Regions from separate parts of the Sus scrofa genome. Here region 2 is linked to region 1. A link is a contact called in public Hi-C data. All regions are on one chromosome and are shown on one strand. The core of a region is the stretch at or near the end of the contact, and the rest is flanking DNA. Distances in the headings are between cores, read along the strand shown. Region 1 overlaps BRD9 (bromodomain-containing protein 9). Region 2 overlaps CEP72 (centrosomal protein of 72 kDa).

Region 1 (6,140 bases), core at 958-3,457:
GCCGCCTGCCCAGGGAGTGCTGGGGGCGGGGCCCGGGGGGGAGCGGGGGCCCTGGGGTCCCGGGGGCGGGAGCAGGTGCCCTGGGGTCCCGGGGGCGGGGCGGGCAGGGCGCCCGCGGGCCTCACCCAGGTGATGCTGGTCCCTGTCCGAGGCGTTGGACAGGGAGCTGAGGTTGGACGACGGCCGGGAGCCCCCGCGCTCTGCCTGCGCCTCGTGCAGGTCCTGGAGGAGCTTCGTGGTCTCGTCCAGGCTCAAGGGGCCATCATCATGGTCCAGCTCCTTCTTCACCTTCCCTGCAGACAAGGGGCCATGGCATCTGCGCTCCAGAGGGCTGCGGCCTGAGCGAGCGCCACCTGCGCCCGCGTGAGGACGACCTCACGGGGTCAAGAGCGGCACACGCGCCGGTGATCACCTTCGTCCCAGGCCCGGCAGGGGGACCCTGACTGCGGCTCTGGGCCCTAAGAATGCCTGGAAGCAAAGCCTGGACAGGGCCGACCCTCAAAGTCGCCCGATGACCCGTCCACACGGCGCAATCAGAGGCGGTGGCTAAGTCTAGTGCCTGCAGCCGGCCTCCAACAAATGGCGAGAGGCAGGCGGAGGAGCGGGGGCCGTGGCCCCACCAGGGAGGAACACGGCAAACGAGATACAGGACAGTGACCTGGGAACACGCGCCACCTGTTCAAAAGGCAAGGGACAGAGAAGGGAGGCAGGAGTGGAGGACACGGAAAGGCCGGGTGGAGCTTCCAGGATGAAAAGGGGAGCAGGGAACCTGGGGGCCAGCAGATCAGCCGGCGGGAGGAGCGCCCGGGGCCCTCCGAGGCTGCCTGGCACCTGAAACCGAGCAGAGCAAAAAGGAGCTGAGGCAAGTGGCAGAAGTGGGCCAGGGGAGAGCTGAAGCGCCTGGGGCCAAAGCCCCCCATGCAGTAAAAACCAGGAACCACTGGCCAACAGCTAAACGTAACCCAAGAAGAACGAAATGAAGGGACAGCAAACTAGGGCACGTTCTAATCAAACCACGGAAACCCCAGCAACATGCAGAAAATCTGAGTCTCAGCCAGAGAAAGGAGAGCTGGTGAGCAACAGGCCGGCCCCTGGGAGAGCACGGACGGCCCGCTCCAGGGCGAGGGCTCCGCTCCAGGGCGAGGGCTCCGTGCGCCTCCAGAGTGCCCTGTGGGATGAAGGGAACGGAGCCGGGACGGCTGTGCCAGCCGCGGGCGAGGGAGCCAAGGCCGACACGGGGGCGGGGGGAGGGGGGATTGGGTGGGAGGGACACAGCGCTGCCGCTGCCCCGCCCATGGGATCAAGGGGCCCCAGTGGACGACCCCTGAGGTCAGAAAGGAGCCAGGCAGGCGCTGGCTGGGGGTCCTCTTCTACGGCCAGCTGGCCGGGCAAGCCGCCCTCCCGGGAGCAAGCGGGGCACCCCCCGGGCCAGGCCTGGGCGGAAACGCCCTGCACGACCTACCCAGACAGCCGAGCACGGAGATGTCCAGAGAGACGTCTGAATAGGACTTCATGGCCATGAAGTCCAGGGCGGAGCCGCCGTCCCCGAGAGGGTCCCCGGCCTGCAGGAGACAGTCACGTGAGACAGAGGAGAGGGGGACTGAGCGGGCCAGGAACGCCACCGGGTAGGAAAGGCCTGCTCTGCGGTGCTGCAGTTCAGGCAGCACGGGGCCCAGGCTCACGAGCGGCCGCCCTCAGCCGGACCAACGAGGACGGCTGCTGGTCTCGGGACCCACGGGTGCTGAGGAAACACGGGGCACAGGAGCCCCGCGGGGCGCAGGCGGTCTTCAGGAACCAAGCAGGGAACATGGCAGGTTCCCAGCAGCGCACACGCCCCGGCTCTGCCCGGAGGCCCCGACACTTCCTGCCCCCTTCGCAGGAGCGCCCTGCCTTCCCCAAAGCGCGGGCCCCCGCACACACATCTCCCAGCCCCGTCCGCTGCTTCAAGGGCCAGCGCGTAGCTAAAGCTGAGGGAGTCTCTGCGACCACCTGCAGGGTTCTGGGGGGTCACCACGTCACCGCAGGCCCGCGACTTCCGCCGGATCGCACTCGTTCATGCTGCTGCTGGGTCCCGTCACCGCTGCAGAGTTCTTGGGGGATGACAAGCCCTCCCCCGAGGACACGGGAGCGGCACCGTTTCTTCCCCAAGGAGCAAACAGAGCTCCACGAGCCTGGCGGGCGCCGGTGTCCTTCGCAGGCTCCACCCTCCCCTCTCCCAGGGTCACAGCTCAGAGCTCCCAGCCTGCACGGTGGGGACAGACGTCTGCTGCCACCCAGAGGAGGGACGAGGCCTCTACCGCCGAGCAAGGGTGTACGGGACCGGGGACCCCTCTCCTCTCCTGGGGGCCGCCCTGGCCCTGGGGATCCATGAACATGCTGCCCCCACTCGGCGTCCATCAAACCGACTTGTCTGTGCTCTGACAGCTTCTCCCTCGAGCAAACTGTTCCGTGCTGACTCAAGACCACAGACAAGCCAGGCTCAGCTCAGGAGCCCGGTGACCGGCGAGGCCCCAGGGCCACTGCTGCCACAAATTCCTACAGGAGTCCCGCGACCACCGCGGTGCTCTGACACCAGAGACCGCGGCTCGCAGCCATTAGCTGCCACGCTCTCTCCCCCCTCGGCCGGATCTGCTCGCCCATCTCGCGGGGGGACCCGTGTCCCAAGGCCCTGACCAAAGGTACGTTAAAGAGGTCGGGCCCGGCCGCCCACGGGCCTCCGGGGAGACGCCCGCGCAGCCCCCCAATCCTCCAAAAGCCCGCCGACGGGAGCCTGACACTCTGCCGGGTGCCGACCCCGGCCACCAAGGCCAGGGAACCCCGCAGCCCAGGCCCCACACCCCACCCTGCGCTGCGGCCTCCGGACCGCAGGAGGGGAGACCCCCTTCCGCCTCCTCGTCAGAACCGAACGGGCGTCCAAACACACATCAAAGGCCGGCGTCCCAGCGGGGCCCTAACGACGAGGCTCTTCCTACCTCGTCCCTGGGACTCACCTTGGCCTCGTCCGGAGGCTTCACCGGGACGTTTCTCCTCTGCAAGGCAAAGCAGACAAGACCAGGTGTCCAGAAGAATCTCACACAGACGGCTCGCCTGCCCGCGAGGGAACAGCTGCCCATCCAGGGCTCAGCTGGCCTCGTGGGCAGGCATCCTGTGAATCACGGTGGCCCTGCGTGGGCAGCGACGCTGGGGCCGCCAACCCCGAGTGACACGGAGCTGAAGCAGTGCGCCACCTGCCCACAGCCCCGGGGGCGTGGATGGAAGAGAACGGGAGACACGGCGCCCCGGCCACAGGGCAGCGCGGGGAACAGCCAAAGGGTGAGGACGCCTGCGCCCACCTCCCTTGGGGGGCCGGGGCCCCGGGCCAGGCACCCCCTCCGGCCGGCTAGAGCCTGTGTGCCAGCACCATGCCGCTCTGGTGACGGGAGCCTGGCAGCGCAGCTCAGGTCTGAGGGCGGCGCCCCAGCTCTGGTCAGTCAGGCTCTCCTGTGTTTCCTCAGGAATTTTAAGATCATGGTTCCGGCTCTGTGGAAAGTGCCACTGCTGTTTCGGGGGGGACCCCACTGACTGTGTGCAGGTGAGCTTAGGTCCTGCGGCCCGTTAACAAGGCCTGTTCTGCCAATCCACGCAAAGACAGCCCACGCAGTAAGGGTCCTGGGAAAACCGGACAGCACGTGCAAATAAAGAGAGCAGAACACCCTCCAATGAAACACACTCTGGAGTTCCCACTGTGGCTCAGCGATAATGAACCCAACCCACATCCGCGAGGATGCGGGTTTGATCCCTGGCCTCGCTCAGTGGGTTAAGGATCCAGCACTGCCGTGAGCCGTGGTGTAGGGTGCAGATGTGGCTCGGATCTGGTGTGGCTGTGGCTGTGGTGTAGGTCGGCAGCTACAGCTCCAACTCGACCCCTAGCCTGGGAGCCTCCATAGGCTGCAGGTGCGGCCCTAAAAAAGCAAAAAACCCAAATAGACTCAAAATAGACTGAAGACCCAAATGTGGTCCACACACACCATGGACTACTACTCGGACATGAAAAAATGAAATTTTGCCATCTGCAACAACACAATGAATGGATCTGGAGAGTATTGTGCCAAGTGAAAAACAAATACTGTATGTTCTCCCTCAGAGGCAGCATCTAAAACATGTAACAAACCAGTGAATAGAACCAAAAAGAAACAGCCTCACAGACACAGAGAACAAACGGGTGGCTGCTGGTGGGGAGAAGGAGGGCGGGGGGTCAAGCGCCGCGCTATCAAACCTAAGACCCACCACGGGAAAAGGCTGCATGGCGCGCAAAGCATCGTCACCCTTGCACGCTCACTTCAAGTGCAGGGAAACCTCTCAAAGTCGCTTATCTCTATGCTGTACACCGGACACACCTCTGCGTTAAAAAAAGCTTACACAGAAAGAAAGAACATATTTGAAGAGTGAAAATATTCCAAGTTTGATGGAAACTATAAACCAATGGACCCAAGCAGCTCAACCAATGTTAAGCGGAATGAATACAAAGAAAAGCACATAAGGAGTTCCCGTCATGGCACAGCAGAAATGAATCCAACCAGCATCCACAAGGACGCGGGTTCCATCCCTGGCCTTGCTCAGTGCGCTGCAGTTCCGGCGTTGCTGTGGCTGCAGTGTAGGCCGGAAGGGAAGTGATGAAAAGCCGTCACAAAGAACAAAACTTAAAAGCATTTAGAGCAGCAGGCAGCACGTTTTCTCCAAACAGGCCAAGGGCAACCCCTTGAAGCTTTGTGGCCACACGTGGCCTGTGGCACATGGACATTCCTGGGCCAGAGATGGAATCCAAGCTGTGGCTGTGGCCTGCATCACAGCCGTGGCAACGCCAGGCCCTACACCGGGCGGGGGTCAAAGCTGCACCTCCGCAGAAACTGAAGCCGCTGCATGCAGTCGGATTTTTTTTTTTTGCTGCCCTGCAGCATATGGAGTTTCCGGGCCAGGGGTCAGATCCTGAACCCACTGTGCCAGTCCAGGGATCGAAGCTGCATCCTGGTGCTCCCAGGACACCACTGATTTCCACTGTGCCACAGCAGCAGCTCTGCAGTGGGATTCTTAACAAGCTGTGCCACGGCGGGAGCTCCTCAGGCGTTGTCTTAGGCAGAGGAAAAGACATCAGCCTGTGATTCCACCCCAGCATAGACAAGTTTCAAAAAAGAAAGGTAAAGACACTTCAGATACAGAAAGACTGGGCAAATCCACTGCCAGCAAATCTGTCCTTAGAAAAACACCAGAGGAAATTCTTCGGGATGAAGGAAAGTGGCGGCGGCTGAAAGAAAGTGGGGGCAGAGGGCCGGAGACCACGGGCCCGGGGGGACGACCTTTCTCGTTTCCCTGAAAAATAACTGCTCAAAAGAAAAGACAAACAGTAAGTAACGACCAGCACAGCAGGAAGAGCTGCCCCCACCTCGCGGCCCCAGCTGGGTGGGCTCCTTGCCCGGGAGGGGCCCCAGCGCAGCCCACCTGCCTCAGCTGGAAGAGCATCCGCGAGTGGTCTCCGCCGGTGATCTGGTCCAGGAGGTCGTCCACCATTTTCTTGCTGTAGCTCCCAGCATCCTTCACAAACTCCTGCAGGCTGGGAGGGGCCGCGAGAGAAGAGGCTGGAACAGCAGCTCCCTGCTGCCCCATCCCGGCTGCACCCGAGACAGGCTCTCCCCGAGCCCGAGGCCCCTCCTGGACAGGGTGGCGCGGGGAGTGGACAGCAGTCCGGCAGCGTGACCAGCGACCCAGAAGAGTTTTCTCAAGAAAAAGACTGTTCATTAAAAAGCAAGCAAAGTGAGGAGCCGTGTGCCCACGCGGCTAAGGACCTCACCCCGACTTACAACAGAAGAGCGGCCATGTGTGTTTGGCATTTACAGAGTCAAGGAGCTGGGAGACAACGCAGCACAGGGCCACCCATGGGCACCTCGGAGCAGCACGTTGATTTTTGGGTCATGTGAATGAAAGCCCAAAAGAAAACCACGTCGCTCACAAAAGAGGCCCGAACAGAGGCCCACAGCCCTGGCAGCAGAACCGGGCAGAGGCCCAGAAGGGCCTGGACTGCAGCGCAGTCGCCAAAGGAGCACCTGGGAAGGGGCAGGGGTGCGCGAGAACCCCCCGGCGGGTCCCGGAGGCCTGGGAGGAAGGGC
Region 2 (6,140 bases), core at 1,655-4,154, 72 kb before region 1:
GGTTGTTCAGGGGTCAGCTGTCGTAGCAAGAGCAGGCAGACAAGACAAGGTCGAAGCACCCCAGTCGTGAAGAAGTGAGAGGATCTCTCTGTCGATGACGTGGTCATTGATGCGGAGACACTGAAGACGCCGCAGGAGAAAAGGAGAGCAGACAAACCTGGTGAAGGGCCGGTTTCCAAGTCGACATGGCAGGAAGCATTCTTACTTCTTTATATCACCGATTGTTCTGAGAAGGACACCAAGGAAACACTGCCATTCATGCAGCATCCAAAAGAATAAAACGCCGGGAAATAAATTTAACCAAGAAAGGTAAAGATCTTGACACTGAACAGTATAAACCATTGATAAAAGAAGTTGGAGTCACCGGAGTGGAAGGCTGTCCCGTGTGCCTGGGAACATGTCCGTGCTTCTTGAAGGGGCCTCCAGACAGAATGGGGTCCCTATAGAAGTTCCAGTGACAGGAGCTCCCATTGCGGCGCAGTGGAAACGACCCCGACTAGCATCCCTGAGGACGCAGGTTCAATCTCTGGCCTCACTCAGTGGGTTAAGGACCTGGCGTTGCCATGAGCTGTGGTGTAGGTCACAGACGCAGCTCGTATCGCGTGTGGCTGTGGTGTAGGCTGGCCTAGCTCCAATTCAACCCCTAGCCTGGGAACCTCCACATGCTGTGGGTGCAGCCCTCAAAAGACAGGAAAAAAAAGAAACAAAAAAGGAAAAGAGTGAGTTAGGGCTGCAGCCTTGGAACCTGCATGCAGAAGGCTTCTGTCTCCGGGGAGGCCAGCTGTCCCTGCCTGGGCAGGTCACCTTGTGGCCTGCCATCCCCACGGGCAAGGCAGGCCTGTCAGGATGAGGACGGGACCGTGGATTTGGGCGTGTGGACAGGCGCGTAGGTGGTACCCTTGCCCGTACACTGACCATTTGAGTCCAGACAGATGGGCCCCAGGTACTGCCTTTGTGCAAATGCCACCCACACAGAAGTGTGGCCGTGGGGGAGCTCAGAGTGACCCTGTCCCCCAGGGTGGCCTTGGGCCACAGGACAGGAGCAGCTGAGACGTGGGGATTCTGTTTGGCCCTCTGCTGAGCAGGAGGGGTGTCCTGCCGTCCTGAGGCTGGGAGGCCTACTCCCCTGGCAGAAGCCACGAGATCTGTTCAGAGCCCCCTGCTTGCTGCTGGGGATATGCCTGCAGGGTTCCTGTGGCAGACGGTGGGACAGTCGGGCAGCAGGTGGCTTGGATGGCCTCCCTGCTACCAGGGGTCCTAGGGCTGTGGTGTCCCCGGCTCTGATGGCAGCCCATGTCCCCTTCCCTCCACCCTCCTGTCCCATCAGCGCCTGGGTGTGACCTTCATGCTAAGGACAGGAAGGAAGCCGAGGCCACAGCCCTGACCTGTGATAGAGGGTGGCCACCTGCCACCGGGCACAGATGCCGAGGTCTATCTGTGCTCCCGCCCGAGAAGCAGGCCTGGAGGGGCCAGCCCTTGTTCCTGCTCCTCCGCAGGGGTTGGGGCACCAGGCTCTGGGGACCAGGGGGCCTGCCCAGGGGAGGTGGGGTTAGGCAGCCCCTCCCTCCGCGCTCTCAGCCCTGGGGCTGCCTGCTGGTGGGGGATGTGCCACGAAGCGGGATGCCTGCCTTTCCCTTTGGTTCCACCGTCGCAGCCCCCGAATTCACGTGCCTCTGGACTCCAGGAGGTTTTGTCCAACTTGTCTGCACTCGTGTGGCTCTGTCCGCAGGATTACCTGCGGCAGCGTCTAGACAGATCTCTGGACGAGAGCAGCAGCCTAAAGTCCCTCCTGTGCAGCGTGAAGAAAGACGTGAGGGGCGCCGAGGCCCCAGCCGCGCTGACCGTGCAGATCACTGGTGCGTGCGTGCGTGTGTGCGCGTGGGCCTGTCCGCGGGCTGCGGCGTCGGCCCGTCCCTGTGATGAGAGGACAGGCCGCTCTGGCCCGAGGCCCCCTCCCCTGCTCCCTGGGGACCCGTCTCCTTGGCCGCGGCGCCTTCCAGCCCCAGATCCTTCCTCTTTCCTTCTCTTCACCATCCTGGATGACGTTCTGCCGATTTTGCGAGAGTGGACTTGGGATTTCAGTTCGGGGAGCAGCCCGCTCTGGGGTGACGTGGGTCCTGCGGGGGCTTCAGTCTCGCCAGGGATGTGCAGCCCGGGCGCCTGCTCTGTTTTCCTTCCTCCAGGGGCCTGGACTTGGTCCTAAAGGCCAGGCAGTGACTGTCCGGGGCGGGAGCACAGCCTCCCTGAGACCCTGTCCTCCTGTGTCGGCCAGGTCCTTGAGCCCTCGGCCTTCTTTTCATTGTCACGTATGGAACGTCACCACCATTTCTTTGGGCTGTCCTTGCATGCAGTCTTCTTCTGGGCGAGTCTGCCCCAGCTCCGTGGTTCTGGCTCCCCGGTTCTTTGGTGTCTGGCAGCCCCTCTCTTGTCTGGGGGGCTTTGGAGCAGGTGCAGGCACGGTCCTGATCCGCTCTGGAGGCGGCTCCCTCGTCTGCAGGTGCCTCATGCGTCTGTGTCGTTGTGCCCTCAGCACTGGCCTCCTGGAGTCCCATGTCAGTGTGGTGCCTCCCGTGGGGACTTCCAGGACCTGTCCCCACCTTGTCTGCAGAGCAGCCCTCATCTAGAAGGACCGACAGGCTGGCCGGGAGTGGTCACCCCACCTCTCCCTCGAGAGGAGGCCCAGCCTTCCTGTGTCAGCTGTGGTTCCCCAGCAGTCCCCTGGTCCTCAGGTCCGTGCACTGCCCCCTGCTGGCCGTCCCCCCCACACACACACCAAATAGGTGGAGGCCATGTGGGACCCTGGCCTGCTTTGTGTTTGGGATCTCGAAGCCACCTGATCACCAGGTTCTAGACTATTGTCACTGGGTTCCTGGTTTTGTCACATACTCTTGGTGTTCAGGGTGCTGGGCAGTCCCCAAACCCCGCAGCCCTGCCATCCCCCCAGACGCCTTTCACTCAGACCCCCACCTGGTCGTTGGGGTGGTATTGATTCTGAGAGGCGTTTTCTTAGCCCTCAGAGGATGTGTCCCCACTGCTGCTGAGGACCTTCTGTCACTGTCACTCCTTCTCTGCCTGGTGTGTGATGTCTACCCGCGGAGGAATTTGTATCCAAGAGCCCATAAGTCCGTTTCTTCCCCCCTCCAGTTGGAAACCCCGAGGCCACGGGGACGCCAGCCCCTCCCCCCAGAGCCCCAGGCTGCCCTCGGGCCCTTCCTGATGGCCAGCCAGCAGCAGATCCAGCCCGGGGACCTCCACCCACCTCTGCTCTGCACTGCGTGCGCCCCTCGGGGTGTCCAGAGGGCAGGGCTAGTGCTGGGCCCTGGGTGGGGCTGCCTTGATCACCCTCACGGCCTTTTCCGGGCTCTGTCCTTCCCCTGCATCCCAGGGGCACTTTAAACTCTGGAGCAGGTGGTGGAGCTTCTTGGTGGCACAGCGGATTGGGGGCCCGGTGTTGTCACTGCTGTGGCTCGGGTTTGACCCCTGGCCCGGGAACTTGTGTATGCTGTGGACGCAGCCAAAAAAAAAAAAAGCCTCTAGAATGGTTTTGGTCAGGAAACAGGAGTGAAATTTGCTGAACGTGACTCCGCCTTTTCTCGCAAGGGTTGCAGACCAGTGTGAAGAGGCTTTCTGGCGAGATCGTGGAGCTGAAGCAGCACCTGGAGCACTACGACAAGCTCCAGGAGCTCACCCAGATGCTGCAGGAGAGCCACAGGTGCCTGGGCTCCCGGGCTGGCCGCACCTGCCCCCTCGGCCGGGGCTCGTCTGCTCTCTTCCACGCACGGAGACTCCCCTTTCCTCCCTGGCTGTGTGCGCGCGGAGTCCAGCTTTCATTCAGTGGCCTGGGGGCTGAAAAGCGGGTGGCGGCTGCAGGAGGGCATAGGCCGCTGGGGTTCATCCCAGCCCCAGGCATGTGGGCAGCGCTCTGGCCCTACCCGCCCCTTTCCTCTGCTCTCCCCTCTCCTCTCACTCAGGCCACAGCCCCCTGGGCTCCTCGGAGCACAGCGCAGAGGGCAGGGCTGGGGCCCTAGGGCCAGGGCAGGGGGCGCTCGCCAGCCTGGTGGAGGGAGTGGCCCTGCGCCGGCTGCTGCTCGTGGTCCACAGACGGCCCTCGGTTGGTGCCGCCGGCGAGAGGGCCGCCTGGAAGCGGCAGCCCCTCTCTGTTCCTGAAACCCACCCGTGTTGAAAATGGTTCCAAGGGTGGAAAGTCAGGACTTCCCAACGATGCTGTGGCCACGGCAGCGTTAGGAAGAGGGCCCTTTCTGTTTGACCGGGAAGTAGAACTAGCTCAGTCTCTGGACCTGGAGCGGCAGGGGCCTCACCAGGCCCGAGGCGCTCGTCAGGCCGTAGACCCAGCCCCGCCGGGCAGTGGGAGGGCTCCACTCTGGTCTGCCCCGCGCTGAGCGCCACCCCTGCCTCCGCTCCAGGTCCCTGGTCAGCACCAACGAGCGGCTCCTGCAGGAGCTGGGCCAGGCGCGGGCGCAGCACCAGGCAGAGGTGGAGCAGCTGCACTGGAGCTACCGCGAGCTCAAGAAGACCATGGGCCTGTGCCCCGGCCGCCCCGGCCCCGGCCCCGGCCCCAGCCCCGGGGGCTGCTAGCCCTGGGCTCCGGCCCCACCAGCCGGCGCCCTCAGCGTCTCTCTCTCTGGAGGTGGCCGGCGAGCCTGGGCCTCATGTCCTGAAACACCCTAAAAAGACAGGCTCAAGCCGGGCCCCTCTCCTCTTTGAATGAGACAAACAGCATTCAGTTTTCATCCAGTATCTTGAGGTGGAGAAAATGCTGTATTTTTCTGCCTAATGCGCGAGAAAGCAGGTACGTATGAGGAGCAGAAAGTCAGCTACTGAGGAACGAGCAATGCTTGTGTAATAAACAGACCCGCTTTCGGAGATGTGCTTTCTCTCTCGTTAAAGCTGCGCTTCTCACTGGATGCCCGTGCGCCCAGTCGTGAGCGGGAACAGTTCCCGGACTGCACACAGGGAACCCTGGCACCACGCGGGCACTGGGGCACTCACCTCCATGTGATTCTCACTTCCTTTGGCAAAACGGAGTAGTTTGTTAATGGGGCGCCGCAGGTCGAGGGAGCAGAGCTGCGGGCCGGGGTGCTGGCGCCGCCGCTCGCCAGGATCAGGTGGTGGTTTTGGTAACTTCGCAGGGAAGGGTCATCCGTGTGTGTGTGTGTGTGTGTGTGTGTGTGTGTGGAGCGGGGGGGTGGGGGGTGGTCCTCATCAGATCTTCTGTGTGTGTAAAGATTCACTAATCAGTCCTGAGCTTGGGGAAGAGCCCCCTGCTGTCACTTTGTTTCTCGCTTGGAGTGGGATGAGCTTCTTGGACCTGAGTTTGTATTTTTCACCAAATGTAGACACGTTTTGGCCAGCACTTCTTGGTATTTCTTACCTGGCCCGGCCTCTCCCCCGCACCCCAGCTCCGGGGCTCCAGTTCCTCGGCACCGGACTCCCAGGCCTGGCCCGCCCCTAACTCGGGTCTCCTTGGTTTTCTGGAGCTTCATTTGATGGTCTCTGCTGTCCAGTCGGCATTGATAGCTCTTTTCTTCAGGCACCACGTCATGTCTGCGTGGGCCTTGACGCCCTCGGCTCCACTGCTGGCCTCAGGGCCTGTCGTGAGGTTGGGCAAGTGGCTACACGTGCTGTCCTGGGCCCAGCCCAGCACGCCGTCCACACAGCGGGACTGCGGCTCTGAGGACGGCCAGCCTCTGTCTCCGGTGCTGTGCGCCTTGCGCTGCTGCTCTTGCCGGGGCGGGCATCGTCACTCTCTCGTTGCCCTCTGGTCTCAGGAGTCTGTAGATGATGGTAGCCGTCCCTTCCCTGCACTGTGCCTGGAATTTTCTTTTTTAGATTTTTTCCCCATTATGGGTTATTACAGGAGATTGAGTATAATTCTCTGTGTGTACGGTAGGTCCTTTTTAGTTTTATAGAGAGGGAGAGAGCAGTGTGTATCTGTTAATCCCAAACTCCTGATTTATCCCTTCCTTCTATGTCTGCGAGTCTGTCTCTGTTTTGTAAATAAAAGAAGACATTATTTGTGCCATTTTTTTAGAGTCCATGTGTAGGTGATACATGATACTGGTCTTTGTCTGACTTAGGTCACTTGTAAATACTCTCTAGTTGCATCCATGTTGCTACAA

Evidence for each region. Hi-C and Micro-C count contacts between places; a contact is called where the count stands out from the background.
Region 2: a contact with region 1 is called in a Hi-C map of omental adipose tissue, with 2.0 times the contacts expected there. The contact joins two enhancer-like sites. A contact is called at or near these places in 1 of 5 promoter capture datasets (liver), 18 of 47 Hi-C or Micro-C datasets (alveolar macrophages, brain, embryonic fibroblasts and 10 more) and 2 of 2 datasets of contacts at active chromatin or transcription factors (alveolar macrophages and skeletal muscle).

The regions. Positions count from the first base shown.
Region 1 is chr16:79,485,093-79,491,232 of Sscrofa11.1, reverse strand. BRD9 (bromodomain-containing protein 9) reads right to left here. Exons shown (of 16, transcript XM_021077128.1): 12 at 5,476-5,587; 13 at 2,991-3,029; 14 at 1,463-1,562; 15 at 126-293. Among named protein-coding and RNA genes, the nearest start is that of BRD9, 14 kb to the right of the region's middle. Within about 2 kb of position 2,207, at least 3 of the 83 cell types and tissues checked have an H3K27ac peak or open chromatin away from gene starts, as enhancers often do. A contact at or near this core is called in omental adipose tissue, where this site is marked.
Region 2 is chr16:79,557,790-79,563,929 of Sscrofa11.1, reverse strand. CEP72 (centrosomal protein of 72 kDa) reads left to right here. Exons shown (of 12, transcript XM_021076670.1): 10 at 1,730-1,856; 11 at 3,601-3,712; 12 at 4,425-4,884. The coding sequence ends at 4,596. Among named protein-coding and RNA genes, the nearest start is that of TPPP, 26 kb to the right of the region's middle. Within about 2 kb of position 2,904, at least 2 of the 83 cell types and tissues checked have an H3K27ac peak or open chromatin away from gene starts, as enhancers often do. A contact at or near this core is called in omental adipose tissue, where this site is marked.